Linked DNA regions of Mus musculus: region 2 is linked to region 1. The links are chromatin contacts, called in public HiChIP or PLAC-seq maps. All regions are on one chromosome and are shown on one strand. Each heading gives the region's core, a stretch centred on a gene start, on an enhancer-like site or on the middle of the called end of the contact. The rest is flanking DNA. Distances are from core to core; before and after follow the strand shown.

Region 1 (7,732 bases), core at 2,040-4,539:
GTTTATGGGAGCCTGAAATGGTGGAAACCAGTGGTCACTTCACGTGTGGTAGAGATGCCAGACATCAGTTTTTATTTCAGTCCAGGTTATTAGACATTTAGCCATCCTTTGATTTTGAGAAAAAAGTTAAGTATAAATTTTCTTTTAATTTTTTTTTACTTACTTTACATTTTGCTCACTGCCCCTCCCAATCAGCCCCTCCCACAATCCTTCCCATGTATGTGATTCTTAATGAAACCTTTGTCCCTAAATGTTTAATATGAAGGTACTGTAAACTACTAAAAGCTAGCTACATCTTAAGTAATATAAAATGCAAAAAAAAAAAAACACCTGTGTTTTTTGAGCCATATGCTAAAAGTGTAAATTCCAATTAGTGGAAAATATTTAACTTTGGGGGAATAAAATTAATTACCATTAGAATCCATATTCCACCAAAAGCAAATCTCAGGGAAATTCTATATCTAAGAAAAATAGGAATACACAAGGTGAGGGTGGGAAGAAAGTTTGCAGGTCTACAGAGAAGTGAGCACACCCTAAAATAACAGACTCACTGATTTTGTAGGATAGATTTTTGTCAGCAGGAAAGGAGACGTTTGGGACAAGCTAAGGGAGGATTTGCCCTGTCTTTCCCTTTCTCCACTTACAAGAGTTGAATGCTCGAGGAGTCTTCCAAACAATGGCTCAGTCATAGTAGCCACAGGACACTATATCGCCGAGGTTTCTGCTAGGCCTCAGCTTTAAACAGTAGCATCTCACAGCTCAATTTGGATGGGCACATTCCTGACTCCTCTCCTTGAAGAAGAGACAAGTTCTGCTACAGCAAACATACACAATGAACCGAGGAGTCAGAGCATAAATCTCCACTCTGGTGTTTTGTCTTGGAAACCCCAAGTGGCCTCTTGATGGACAGTCATTATCTTATGGAATATGAGACCTGTTTTCTGTATTACCACAGAGAACAGATGAACTATAGCCTGACCCAGAAAGCCAGGAGGCCTTGAGCTTGCCTTACTGTGTTAATTACATTTCTTATCACTGTGACAAGACACCCAACAGAAACACTTTGTACGTGGAAGAGCCTGTTTGAGCTCCTGGTTTCAGAGGCTGGCGTCTATTCAAGCAGGGAAGTCAATGGCACATACATGGCAGTAGGAACATGGTAAAGGCTCCTTACATCTAGACAGTCCAGGGAAGCAGAGAGACCTACACTGGAACCAGGTGCACACGGGCCATCTCTCATGACTTACCTCTAAAAACTAGGCCCTGCCTCCTAGAAGCATCTATTTTGGAGAATTAATATGGAATTACGAGTGTGAGATAATCAAGACACCTGTGTACATATCTTTACAAATGTGTGTAACACTTTTCAGGTTCATGTTACATACCTGTCTGTGTATCATAGGGACCAAGACTCATTTACAATTAACTCATGTAGATATTGAATATGCTGTTTATTAAGAGATGGGTAGGATCCGACAGACATTAAAAGACTTCAAGATCCAGCTCTGTAACCTTCAGAAGTTGGGTGTTTGATTTCCCCATGATTTTGGTTCAAGATCTTCTCTTTTTTTTCAAGTAGATCAGCACAGTTTTCCTACAACACTCTTCCTATCTTTAGTGTGGTACTGTCACATGGCAGACAGGGAGACCCTTTTAAAATGAAGTGCTTCTAGACATCATTTGTCTTTAACCTCTTTAAGAGTACTCCTCTTACTCTCAGAAGAAGAAAAAAATCCCCATGTCCTGAATTCTGTGATCAAGCTTGCTTGTGACCCTGTCCCGGCTGCTGTCGTCAAGCTCATCTGTACACTTCCATTCCTAGGCAAGGGGCTTCTCCATCTCCTTTTTTGGACAGGACATTCCTTTGGTTGAGATATTTGTGTCGTGTCCTTTTCCCCCTTCTGATATCAGGTCATCATTTAGCTCCTTCCTACTTAGTCTAGTTACTTCTCTGTTGCTGTGATAAAATACTCTGGCCGAAAGCAAGTTAGGGAAGGAAAGGGTTTGTTAGGCTTATACTTCCAGGCCACCGTCCATCGTTGAGGGAAGCTAGGCCAGGAACTCAAGCAAGAACATAAGATAGAAACCAAGGAGACATTCTGCTTGCTGGCTAGTATGCTCAGGCCCATCCTCACCTTGGTCCTGACCTGCCCAGGAAATGGTACCACACACCGTGGGCTAGGCTCTCCTACATCCATTAGTAATCAAAGCAATCCCTCACAGACACACCCACAAAACAAACCAATAAAAAGATAATTATTGAAGCCTTTCACAGGTAATTCCAGGCAGCATCACGTCGATAGTCAATGCTAGCCAGGGCACACTGACATTTCACAGATCCTAAGAAAGCAGAAGTCAGGCTCCTTCCCAGTCCTTTGGATTGAAATCATCCATAAAACAAGACTGACTGCTGTGTGATACTTAAGCACATGAACGTCTGAGAAGTTATGGTCTAGGAATTGTCCACGCATGCTCACCTTAGGGGCCACCTCCATCCTGAGAACTCTTGGACCAACAGACTACCTGGTCTACGTCAGGTGCCTTTCTCTGATTTCTTACCATCATATATATTCTTTTCTCCATATTATATTTTTTACACTATACTATTGTGGGTTCTTCTATTCCTAGTACATAGTCTGGTTAGTATATATTAGGTATTCAAAAATTTTTTCTCTTGATAAATAAAAAGAAGCGTCAGACCAAACAAAAGCATAAGCAGACCATTGTTCCTTAGAAAACGTTTCTGCTGCCATTAAATTTCTCTTAAACCTTCTCCATTTCTGGTTCTTGCTACATGTTCCACTGTCAAGAGCTCAGATCAAGGACACTCAGGTCTCTCCATCTTCCCTCAGACCAATTGCTGGAGACCTTGAACAAATGGACCTTCCAGCATTTTACCTGGCTGTGCGTTCAGCTCAGCCACTAAATAAAAGCTGCGGTTGCTGATGGCCTTTTTGAAGGGTCCCAACGTCTTTAGAAGTCCTAGCTTCATTTTGCTGGGTTTCCTGCAGGAGCTCACCGTCTCGATTTGGGAGCATGAGCTGAGTGCTTGCCCAGACCTCTGTAAAAACCTCAAGCACACGGAGGAGGGAAAAGAGCAAGAGCTTGTGGAGAAGCCCAGGCACGTAGCCACTCAGAAACCTTGAACCATCAAATGTGGGTGTGACTTTCAGAAGCAAAACTAAAGGGCTACTAGCCAAATCTCAGCATGGCCAGGGGTTCTCTCCAGAGGCTGGCCAGCCCTCAGGGCAAAGAAAAACAAACAAAAGACACATTCTTTGGCCTCCTGAGTGAAACAAAGACCCCACTGAGAACCCTGAGAGAAGTAGTAAAAGCCACAGAAATGCCCCCCCTCCCCCGTCTGTGGAGCCGGCATCTGGTTTCAATGTAAACATCCTTCAAATGTTTCCAGAATGAATACACATTTGAATAACTGAGTACTAAAGGGACCCCTCCCCCAGGGATATGGACAGAAAATGCTCACACCATGAGTCCCCTTCACTTCTTAGACCTTTTGGTGTGTGTGTGGGGGGGGGGGTACACTATGCACAGAAAAGGCACTTGCAAACAAATGAAACAGAACTGCCTGCAAAATTCAGGGCTTCCTGGCTGGTATGTTTAGAAACATGCACATGAACTTCACACCTATATATATATATATTCTTTATTTACATTTCAAATGTTATCCCCTGTCCTGGTTTCCCCTGGTTTTCCCTGAAAACCCCTTATCCCCTTCCCTTCCCTCTGCTCACAAAACCACCCACTTTCACTTCCTGGCCCTACAATGGGACATAGAGCCTTCACAGGACCAAGTGCCTCTCCTCCCACTGATGACCAAAAAGGTCTTTCTCTGCTGCCTATGCAGCTGGAGCCATGAGTCCCACCATGTGTGCTCTTTGGTTGGTGGTTTAGTCCCTGGGAGCTCTGGGGGTACTGGTTAGTTCATATTGTTGTTCCTCTTATGGGGCTGTAAACCCCTTCAGCTCCTTGTGTCCTTTCTCTAGCTCCTCCATTGGGGACCCTGTGCTCAGTCCAATGGTTGGCTGCAAGCATCTACCTCAGTATTTGTCAGGCACTGGTAAAGCCTCTCAGCAGACAGCTATAACAGGCTCCTGTCAGCAAGCACTTGTTAACATCCACGATAGTGTCTCCGTTTGGTGACTGTATATGGGATGGATTCCAAGATGGGGCAGTCTCTGGATGGTCATACCTTCAGTCTCTGTTCCACACTTTGTCTCTGTATCTCCTTCCATGAGTAATTTGTTCCCCTTCTAAAAAGGACCGACATATCCACACTTCGGTCTTCCTTCTTACTGAGTTTCATGTGTTTTGTGAATTATATCTTGGATATTCCAAGCTTCTGGGCTGATACCCACTTATCAGTGAGTGTATAGCATGTGTATTCTTTTGTGATTGGGTTACCTCACTCAGGATGATATTTTCTAGTTCCATCTATTTGCCTACGAATTTCATAAATTCATTGTTTTTAATAGCTGAGTAGTACTCCATTGTGTAAATGTACCATATTTTCTGTATCCATTCCTCTGTTGAGGAACATCTGGATTGTTTCCAGCTGCTGGCTATTATAAATAAGACTGCTATGAACATAGTGGAGCATGTGTCCTTATTATATATTGGAATATCTTCTGGGTATATGCCCAGGAGTGGTATAGCTGGGTCTTCAAGTAGTACTATGTCCAATTTTCTGAGGAACTGCCACACTGATTTCCAGAGTGGTTGTACCAGCTTGCAATCCCACCAGCAATGGAAAAGTGTTCCTCTTTCTCCACATCCTCGCCAGCATCTGCTGTCACCGGAGTTTTCACACCTTAAGTAGATGGCTCAGCAAGAGGCAGAGATGAGGATCGGGTGGAGAGGGAAGGGTCCCTGGGTGCAATGGCTTCTGTCTTAGAGTGTTTGCTGCTTGAAATCCTCACGATGAACTGTGTAGCTCTGAGACTGGAGGGCAGACATCCAAAAATCAGTGGCCATGATACAGTCTAGGGTGGGAGAGCAAACTCTGTCTTTCAAAAGAAGATAACAAGCTAGGAATGATGGCATGTGATTTTTCATCCCAGCAATTAGGTGAGACGGGAGGATCACCATAAGTTTGAGGCCAGTTTGGGCTATATAGAAGGATGTTGCCTCTAAGAGACAAACATAGAAAGGGTTTAACATAAAACTGGTTGTTCACGTTTAAAGAATGTCTATATGACAACCGAGTCTGGGTCTGAGTAATCATCACCCCTTCAGAAGACACATGGTGTCAGTTTGCTCCACTGTCAACTACCCTGTTCCATGGACCCAGGAAGGTCATCTACGCTGGGTTTCTGGTGCTTGTGTATACACACAGCCTGGAGCAGGGCCTTGAGGATGAGAGAAAAGGAAGCTTCTCCCTCCTGATTATGTATATATGTGTATATGTGTATATGTGTATATGTGTATATGTGTATATGTGTATATGTGTATATGTGTATATGTGTATATGTGTATATGTGTATATGTGTATATGCGTATATGCTTATATGCGTATATGTGTATATGTACATTCCAAATTCCAGCGCGTAAACAGGCAACTGTCAGCACATGTTTACACCATGATCCCCTTTCTAACACAGGCAACTGTCAGCACATGTTTACACCATGATCCCCTTTCTAACACATCAACATCAGCACCAATCATTGATCAAGGTAAAAAATACAAACACATGGGTTGAGAGGGTTTGGCCAGTAAAGTATCTGCACAAAGGACCTATGTTCAGATCACCAGCAGCAATATAAAAAGCCAGGTGTGTTGCTGCACACCTGAAATCCCCAGATACAACATCAGCTATGTTGCTAAATGTTGCTTGTTGGAGCAGGGCTCAGCAAATTCTAATCAAATAGCAGAGTTCTCTTTGATTGGACAAGGAAATCCCTGGGGCTCCATGGACAGCCATTCCAGCCAAAAATCAGTGTGCTCCAGGTTCAATGAGACATTACCCTGTCTCAAAAAAATTAGAACAGTGATTGAGAAGACACCTAATATCAGTTTTTGTCTGCACACATACCTATGCATACACATGAACACATATATACAAAACCTAAAAAAAAAAAAAGGAAGAGAGAAAAGGAAGGATGAGAGGAGAAAATGGAGAAGGAGGAGGAAGAGGAGGAAAGAGAGCAAGAGAGCAAAGGCAATCTGGACTTGCAGCCTTGTATCCTTCCCATTATCACCCTCTTTTTCTTGTTCTTTATTATGTATTGTGTATTGTGACCTAAAAACCCTGCCCTGTATTGAGAATGAGAAGCTGGGCTGCTGGTGTGCCCCCTGCAGAAGGGCAGCTCAGTTCCCAGCCCAGATGGGAAGAGCACAGAGCTGAGCCCAAGCCACTGATCAGATCTTATCTCCCTAGTTCTTCCACCACTCAGTTAAAGTAAAAAGACAAAAGTCTCCTTCACCTAATGGTTCATCAGCTGAGAGCCCTAGAAGAAATTAAACAGGTAAATATCAAGATGGCCACCAGCTTCCGCAGCGTGAAAATGACTCTCAGCTGGTAAATATTTTGGTAAAACTGGTCAAGGGAGCAACTTGGCAGCTGGTGTTCTTTGAAATGATGGAGCCACAGTATTTCAGCAGTGAGAACATGACTCTTTGATTGGAATTTGATGACCCCACCCCACCCCACCCCACCCAACACCCCCATCCACCCACCCCCCTGCTCACACAAGCAGCATTTAGCAAAGCCACGGCTGATGCTTCCTGCTCACAGACACTGTTTTACATCATGCAAATGACCAGCAGGGAGGACGGTTAGATTTATGTTCATCTTTTGATTCTACACCGTTGGGTAAGAGTTTGTACCACTTCTTCATAGGCCCCCGAGTCAAAGCTGTCAGCCATTTCCAGAAACAAAATAGAATATACTTTGTATAGCATTTCTAGAGTAAAATACCCACTTGATAAGTATTGATAATCAGGGAACCCTTAGGGAGACTTAGTAACTGGGAATCCAGCTGGGTGGCACAGCTTGATGCCAGCCACTCATAAAACAAGGGCACACACATAAGAAAGACACCATGAGGAATACAGCAGGATAAAATGTCTTGGCTTTTCCCTGCTAATGAACCAAGAACCTGAAGCTTGGTAGGTCAAAGGCCTTGGGGGAGAACCCAATGCAAAAATAGATATGGAATTAAAGCTAAATGCTTATAGTTATACCCAAAGATAATTGCGTCTCTCAACCCTCAGCAGAGAGATCTCTTCCCTCTAGTAGATGGTGATTAACAGAGACCAACCATTAGTCACTGTGCAAAGCATAAGGCAGAAGCCTCTCACAAACAGTAGTTTTCAGTTGCACCCATTAACTCTCGGCAGCCTTGACATCAGAGGCAGAACCTGAGCGAGACCAAACTAGACAAAAAGCCCCACATGGAGGGCTGAGGTGGTCATGAAGTCCTTCCCCTAACAGAGAATCTGTTGGCAACTGGTAGCTGTTAGGAGAGGGGAGCTCAGCTGTCTTCAAGGATTCAGACTCGGGGAGGTGGCCCATGCTCCAGTGGATGGCCCTATACCAAGGACACACTGGCACCACTAAGTGGGGTCTGTGGGCTTAAAAGGGGGAAAGAGAGAGAAGAGAGCACATGAAATTAGGAGGAGATAGTAGTTATGGAGACAGAGGTTGAGTTAAAGGGTGGACTTGACCAAAACATAGTATATGTATATTGATATTCTCAATCAACAAAAATGAGC
Region 2 (6,629 bases), core at 3,758-6,257, 320 kb before region 1:
TTCAGACTCCTTCCTTGTCTTTGCTCTCTTCGTGGGAGACAGCCTCGGCTAGCTCAAAGGGAAAGTCTACCGCCCTTCTCACCATCCTGCAGTTGTGTCAGCATTCTTAGCTTCTTGAGTGTGTGATGATGACTGGGAATATGGAAAAGGGGCAGGACCTTGAGGACCAGGCGAGTGAGTGAAGATTAAAGGGAGCAGACGACCCCTTTATCTCTACATGGACTAATTGTATTTAACATAATTATTTCCAAGGTGAGTGTGATGGAATGAACACCTTTGTAATTCTGGCACTTGAGAGGTGAAAACAGGAGAACCAGGAGTTCGAAGCCAGCCTGGGCTATATGAGACTCTCAAAAGGACCAACGATATTGTTATTACTGTTTTATTCCCATTTTTACTGCTGAGGAAACAGGTTTATAGAGGTGAAATGAACTATTTATACAGCGAGCAAGGAGCTGACCTTGGAATGTGGTTCCGGAGAAGTTACTGGCTCTCTTAAGCACCTGTCTTCCTTGACTGACTCTTTTATATATGAATTTATGGTTGGATAATGGGAAATAAGAATGAGGTTGGTACTGTCAAAGAGACTTGCTGTGAGATGCATACAAGTCCATATTTATCTTCAAGGCTACAAGAAGCCAAAGAGCATTATATAAACTACAGAGGGATTCTCTGAGGCTCTCATAGTCTGACTAGCTCATTCCCTGCTCCCTCCCCTGGTCTCCCTCCCTCATCCAGTCCCCTTCCAAGCCCTCAGTAGAGGCTTATTCACAAAGATCAAATGCCAATCTCCTTGGGAAGTACACAGCCTAGTGCTTAAGAGTCAAAGTCACATCCTGTCCAGGCTCCAGCAGTCACGAGTTGGGACATCCTACTCCCAAGCTGGCTTTGATTAGCTCACATTTCTCAACAGGGATCCTGCAAGAATTAGGCCTTTTGATTCACTTCCTCTTTGTTAAGATTAAAACTGTAGACTTTCCTTGTACGTGGCTGAGTCTGATTCCTGGGAAAGTTATTCCCAGAGCATGGAATAGCTATGCATGTTAGTAATGAGGACCTCACATGGTGCCTCCCACAGGTGTGAGCACAACCAGGAGGCAACATAAAAGCCAGCACAATTTGAATATGGTAGACCTGGCTTCCAAGGGAGGGAATTGAACTGAAGCGAGATGGTTTGCTTTTTCTAAAATGATGTTATCTGAAAGTCATGACCACACACAGGCTTGTCACGGAGGATCACCTGGAGTCTAATCCTCAGGAGAGAGAATGGCAGGTTTGCGCATGATGGTTTCCCTTGCAAAACCTTTTGAGAGTGATGTCCAAAAAGAACAATGCATTCATGCAGGCTTTTCTTATTTTCCTATTGAAATGGTGGGTACTTTACAAAGAAAGGCATTTGCTGGCTTCAGATCAATGAAATACAGGACAGCTCAAAGGAACAGAGATAGAAGGCAAGTGATGCTCCATGATGATCAAGTGTCACTGACTGTGATCTCATGACACCAAAGATACTTCACTCAGTCAACAGAGTGATTACTAATCCCTGCTCATATTCAGATTAGCCTAGTTCATTTGTAGATTTCAGGGAATGAATGCAACTCTGAAACGAATGGCTAAGCTTCCTCCTGGAAAATGAAAAGGCAGAGAAAACCAACAAGACAACCAGCCTGAAGAGCTAACTTACCCCCTGTCGTAGTCAGGGTTTCTAATCCTGCATGACCAAGAAGCAAATTGGGGAGGAAAGGGTTTATTCAGCTTACACTTCCATACTGCTGTTCATCACCAAAGGAAGTCAGGACTGGAACTCAAGCAGGTCAGGAAGCAGGAGCAGATGCAGAAGCCATGGAGGGATGTTACTCACTGGCTTGCCTCACCTGGCTTGCTCAGCCTGCTCTCTTACAGAACCCAAGACTACCAGCCCAGGGATGGTCCCACCCACAAGAGACCTTTCCCCCTTGATCACTAATTGAGAAAATGCCTTGCAGTTGGATCTCATGCAGGCATTTCCTCAACTGAAGCTCCTTTCTCTGTAATAACTCCAGCTGTGTCAAGTTGACACAAAACCAGCCAGTACAATTGACCCCTTGTCAACTTGACACACAAACACATCACTAGTAAGCCTCAACCCTTAGTTTCTTATTCATCCCCAAGATCTAAATAACTTTAAAAGTCCCACAGTCTTTACAAATTCTTAAAATTTCAATCTCTCTTAAAATCCAAAGTCTTTACAATTAAAAGTCTCTTAATTGTGGGCTTCACTAAAAAAACTTCCTTCAAGAGGGGAAAAATACCAGGGCACAGTCACAATCAAAAGCTAAAACCAACCTCCAACCATCCAGTGTCTGGGATCCAACTCACGATCTTCTGGGCTCCTCCACTGCTGCTGCTCTTGGTGGTCATCTCATGGTACTGGCAACTCTAAAACACTGCATGACCCCTGTAGTCCTGGGCCATCAATTGCAACTGAGGCTGCACCTTCACCAATGGCCTTCCATGGCCTCTCACAGTGCTGAGCCTCAGCTGCTCTGCATGACCCCTTCATGCCTTCAAAACCAGTACCACCTGGGTGACCCTTACATATTACCAAGTCCTGCTGCAGCAAGAGTACAACCTTGGCTATCTCTGGAACACAGCCTCTTTGTGCTTTCAGAAAACACTTCCCAGAAGATGTCACCTCAACGATGCTGGTCTCTTCTTAATCACCGCTAATTTTCTTAGCTCCAGCTAACCAGTATCAATAGTCCCAGTACTGCATAGGTTTTGCTTTAGTAGTTCTGGTATCTTGTTAATCACAGCTGATTCTCCAGCCCAGCTAACCAGAACCACAGAATAATCAAACTCCAAAATAGCACTGGCCCTTAAAAGAGTCTTTAATTTTCCCTCTGAAATTTCACAAGCCAGGCCTCCATCTTCTGCACTGTTCTCAACATTATCTTCCAAGCTCCTACACAACAGGTGACAGAGCTCTTAACACCAAATGGATCTTCTAGCCCAAAGTTCCAAGTCCTTCCACAGTCCTCCCCAAAACATGGTCAGGTTGTCACAGGAATACCCCACTCTGCTGGTACCAATTTGTCTTAGTCAGGGTTTCTATTCCTACATGACCAAGAAGCAAATTGGGGAGGAAAGGGTTTATTCAGCTTACACTTCCACTCTGCTGTTCATCACCAAAGGAAGTCTGGACTGCATCTCAAGCAGGGCAAGGTGCAGGAGCTGATACAGAGGCCATTGAGGGATGGTCTTTACTGGCTTGCCTCCCCTGGCTTGCTCAGCCTGCTCTCTTACAGAACCCAAGACTACCAGCCCAGAGATGGTCCCATCCACAAGGGGACCTCCTCCCTTGATCACTAATTGAGAAAATGCCTTACAGTTGGATCTCATGGAGGCATTTCCTTAACTGAAGCTCCTTTCTCTGTGATAACTCCAGCTGTGTCAAGTTGACACAAAACTACCCAGTACACCCCCTTAGCCTAAATATTTGGCAAGTACCAGCAATTTAGCTTATTTGTAACTGAGGCATTAAAACATCAAGGAGCCATGCAGATTACCAGGGTAGCTTTGCTACACTTCTGCAGCCCCCCTTCCCCCAGAAACACACACACACACACAGACACACACACACACACACACACACACACACAGAGAGAGAGAGAGAGAGAGAGAGAGAGAGAGAGGGAGAGAGAGAGAGAGAGAGAGAGAATTGATATGATATGATATGATATGATATGATATGATATGAATTGAAGTGAGATGCTTTGCTTTTTCTGAAAGTCATTACCATACACAGGCTTGTCACAGAGGATAGCTGGGAGTCTAATTCTCAGGAGAATGGCAATATGGTTTTCCTTTGCAAAAGCTACATAGATACATGGATAGATGAATGGATAAATGGAGGGATAGATAGAGATAGATAGATGATAGGTAGATAGATAGATAGATAGATAGATAGATAGATAGATAGATAGACAGGTAGGTAGATCCAGTGATGCCTGGGCTATAGAGTAAAACTTTGTCTCAAAAAAAAAAGTTTGTGTGTGTGTGTACGCACTCATGTATGTGCATGTTTGTGTGTAGGCATCTGTGCACATAGCCTCATGTGTTCCTATCATTTTGACCATTATTTTGAAGGGCTTTTGGAAGGAGTAGGTGACAAATGGGAACCCATGAAGTAGCTAGTACTATACACAGCTTTAAGGTCTTGTGTTAAGTTTCAGCTAGCATGGCTTAGATTTACATCAGCAAAGAATGTTCCGGAAACAGCGGTGGACACCAACCACCTGTGGGACCTTCCACACAAAGCTTATGCTACTTCACACAGCCAGCTGGACTTGGCCTGGAAGTGAAACTCGAGTTCCTAACAATAGATACACACACTGAGAAGTGTCTGCTGGTGTCCACAATATGCAAAGACTGGGAAGCTCTTAATTAAGTTCGTAATTCTCACGTGAGTTTAAAAGGATGTTTGGGTAACCCCCCAACCCCATTCTCTCAAGGGAATTTTACCCTAATATATGTGTTTCCCATTAATTCGGCTCATAAATCTGTCAAGGGACTTCTTTTCCCCCTTTCTTTCTCTCCTTTTTGAAACACTAGGGATTGAACCCACTTGCGCATGCTAGGCTAGTGCTCTACTGTTGAACTCTTCCAGCTCTTTCCCTCTTATTTTATTTTGAGAAAGAATCTTGTCAAGTTGCCTAAACTGGCTCCCAGCTAACTCTAGCCTAGACGGGCTTCGAACACCCCCTCCCTCAGCCCCCCAGGCAGGAATTATGGGCCTTCACCCCACTCTTGTAAAAGGAGGGAGTGAGGAACACCATCCAAATGTCTTTTCAATATCCAGGGAATGGGGGTTTTTAGGTCACAGCACCCTCGCTCTCAGCAGACTTTGTCTGCTTACTGTTTAGGATCCAGCATGTGGCCAGCATGATTTCTACTAGATAAGGAGCTCAGACATTATCTTTCATCACCTAATATCATTAATCTGATCTGAATCACACAAAACCTACTGAGTCACTTCTGGCAGGAAACATGAAGCGGTGCAGAGGAAACCCTAGCAATATTTCATTCATGAGACCCATGTTGGAGCCAGAAGTTCCAACCCACAAATTGCCGGAGTAATGTGTCAAACTTCCTCCGGGATCGCAAACTAAGTAAGAGGCCGGCTGGCCAAGCAACACTCCAGAGGTTTCCAGGCTCGGAAAGAAAGAAGCCTGAATTTGTATTCACTTTAATTTTGGTTCCTCTCTCCATGCTGCGATCCTAGGACACCCCACATTGTATCTTTTCTACATATTCTGAATGTAAATACGAAGGAGTGGAGTCTGTCCACATCACACTATGACTATGACTGTGTTCAACGTAATAAGAAAACCAGGACAGAACATAAACTCAGATTATTTCTCTTTCTTTCTTTCTTTCTTTCTTTCTTTCTTTCTTTCTTTCTTTCTTCTTTTTTTTTGGGGGGGGTGGTGGTGGTGATTTGGTTTGGTTTGGTTTGGTTTGGTTTGGTTTGGTTTGGTTTTTCAAGACAATATCTCTCTACACATAGCATAGCCTTGGCTATCCTGAAACTCACTATGTGAACCAGGCTGGTCTCGAACTGGATCTGCCTGCCTCTTGCCTCCTGAATGCTGTGATTAGAGAAGCATCAAGCAGTTAATGTCTTCTTACAAGGATGAAAACGAGCACAGTGTGACTAAGACACAGGGAGGGAGATTCACATTCCTAAAGTGGGAGGTTAGGTTCTAAGGTCGCTGGGACCGGGTAACTGGAGGTCAGTGAGCCAACCCTGGCACTCGGGCATCTTGTACAGTAAATTCAATCCTTGTAGGGGAGGCAGGAAGCCTGACAGGCACACCAGCTGGGGGAACCAGACTAGGCAGCAGCATCTCCTTACACCTAACAATTGTTTACATGGCAGAAGTAAAGCTGGAGCAATATGGGGACGGATTCCATTAAGAGACTGAGTGGAGAATTCGAAATACCCCCTGCTATGGTCTGGTGTTCCGGGAACCTCACAGATACATTGAAATGTAGTTACGATTGTATGCTATTAGGGGGGACTTTGGGAAGGTGATCAGACCATGGGGTCAGAGGCAACATGGATAGTATTAATGTCATTATGAAAGAAGACACAGGGATCTATTTAGTTGCCTTCCCACCACATGAGTACATCAAGAAGGGGTTCCCTCTATAATCTAGGATATGGGTCCTTGCTGGGACCTTAATCTTGGACATCCCAATCTCTACAACTCCGAGAAATTTCAATAATTTCTATTGTTTATAAATGACTCAGCCCCAAGTATTTTGTCATAGTGAATCAAATAGTCCAATTTGCCCATCAGCTACATGGACTTCCAGAAGGTTCCACAATGAAGTAATGCAGTTGACGCAGGCAAACCATGGCTTCCATGCAAGCAGGAGCCAAGAAGCTCACAGAATGTTTCTCCATCAGTTAGGCTTCCAACTTCTGGGGAGCACCATCACTGGCCTGTGCAGTAGCTCCCAAGCTGGGGCTGCAATCACATGGTACAAAGACTTTTCTCCAGGACAGGATGCTTAACCTCCATCTCCGTGCCAAACCAGCTCCAGCCAAAACAATTCCAAGGAGAACTGGACCAGTAAGACTT

Evidence for each region. HiChIP or PLAC-seq counts read pairs in DNA pulled down with a chosen protein or histone mark.
Region 2: a contact with region 1 is called in a CTCF HiChIP or PLAC-seq map of the NIH/3T3 cell line, with 5 read pairs. The contact joins two enhancer-like sites. A contact is called at or near these places in 1 of 15 datasets of contacts at CTCF or cohesin (the NIH/3T3 cell line) and 1 of 9 other capture datasets (embryonic tail).

Annotation. Positions count from the first base shown.
Region 1 is chr4:57,539,513-57,547,244 of GRCm38.p6, reverse strand. It overlaps a transcript of Pakap not described here. Among named protein-coding and RNA genes, the nearest start is that of Pakap, 24 kb to the left of the region's middle. RefSeq lists enhancers at 892-4,866, 7,020-7,732. Within about 2 kb of position 3,289, at least 98 of the 459 cell types and tissues checked have an H3K27ac peak or open chromatin away from gene starts, as enhancers often do. A contact at or near this core is called in the NIH/3T3 cell line, where this site is marked.
Region 2 is chr4:57,860,484-57,867,112 of GRCm38.p6, reverse strand. All of the region lies in intron 8 of Pakap (paralemmin A kinase anchor protein), which reads right to left. Among named protein-coding and RNA genes, the nearest start is that of Gm26138, 14 kb to the left of the region's middle. Within about 2 kb of position 5,007, at least 60 of the 459 cell types and tissues checked have an H3K27ac peak or open chromatin away from gene starts, as enhancers often do. A contact at or near this core is called in the NIH/3T3 cell line, where this site is marked.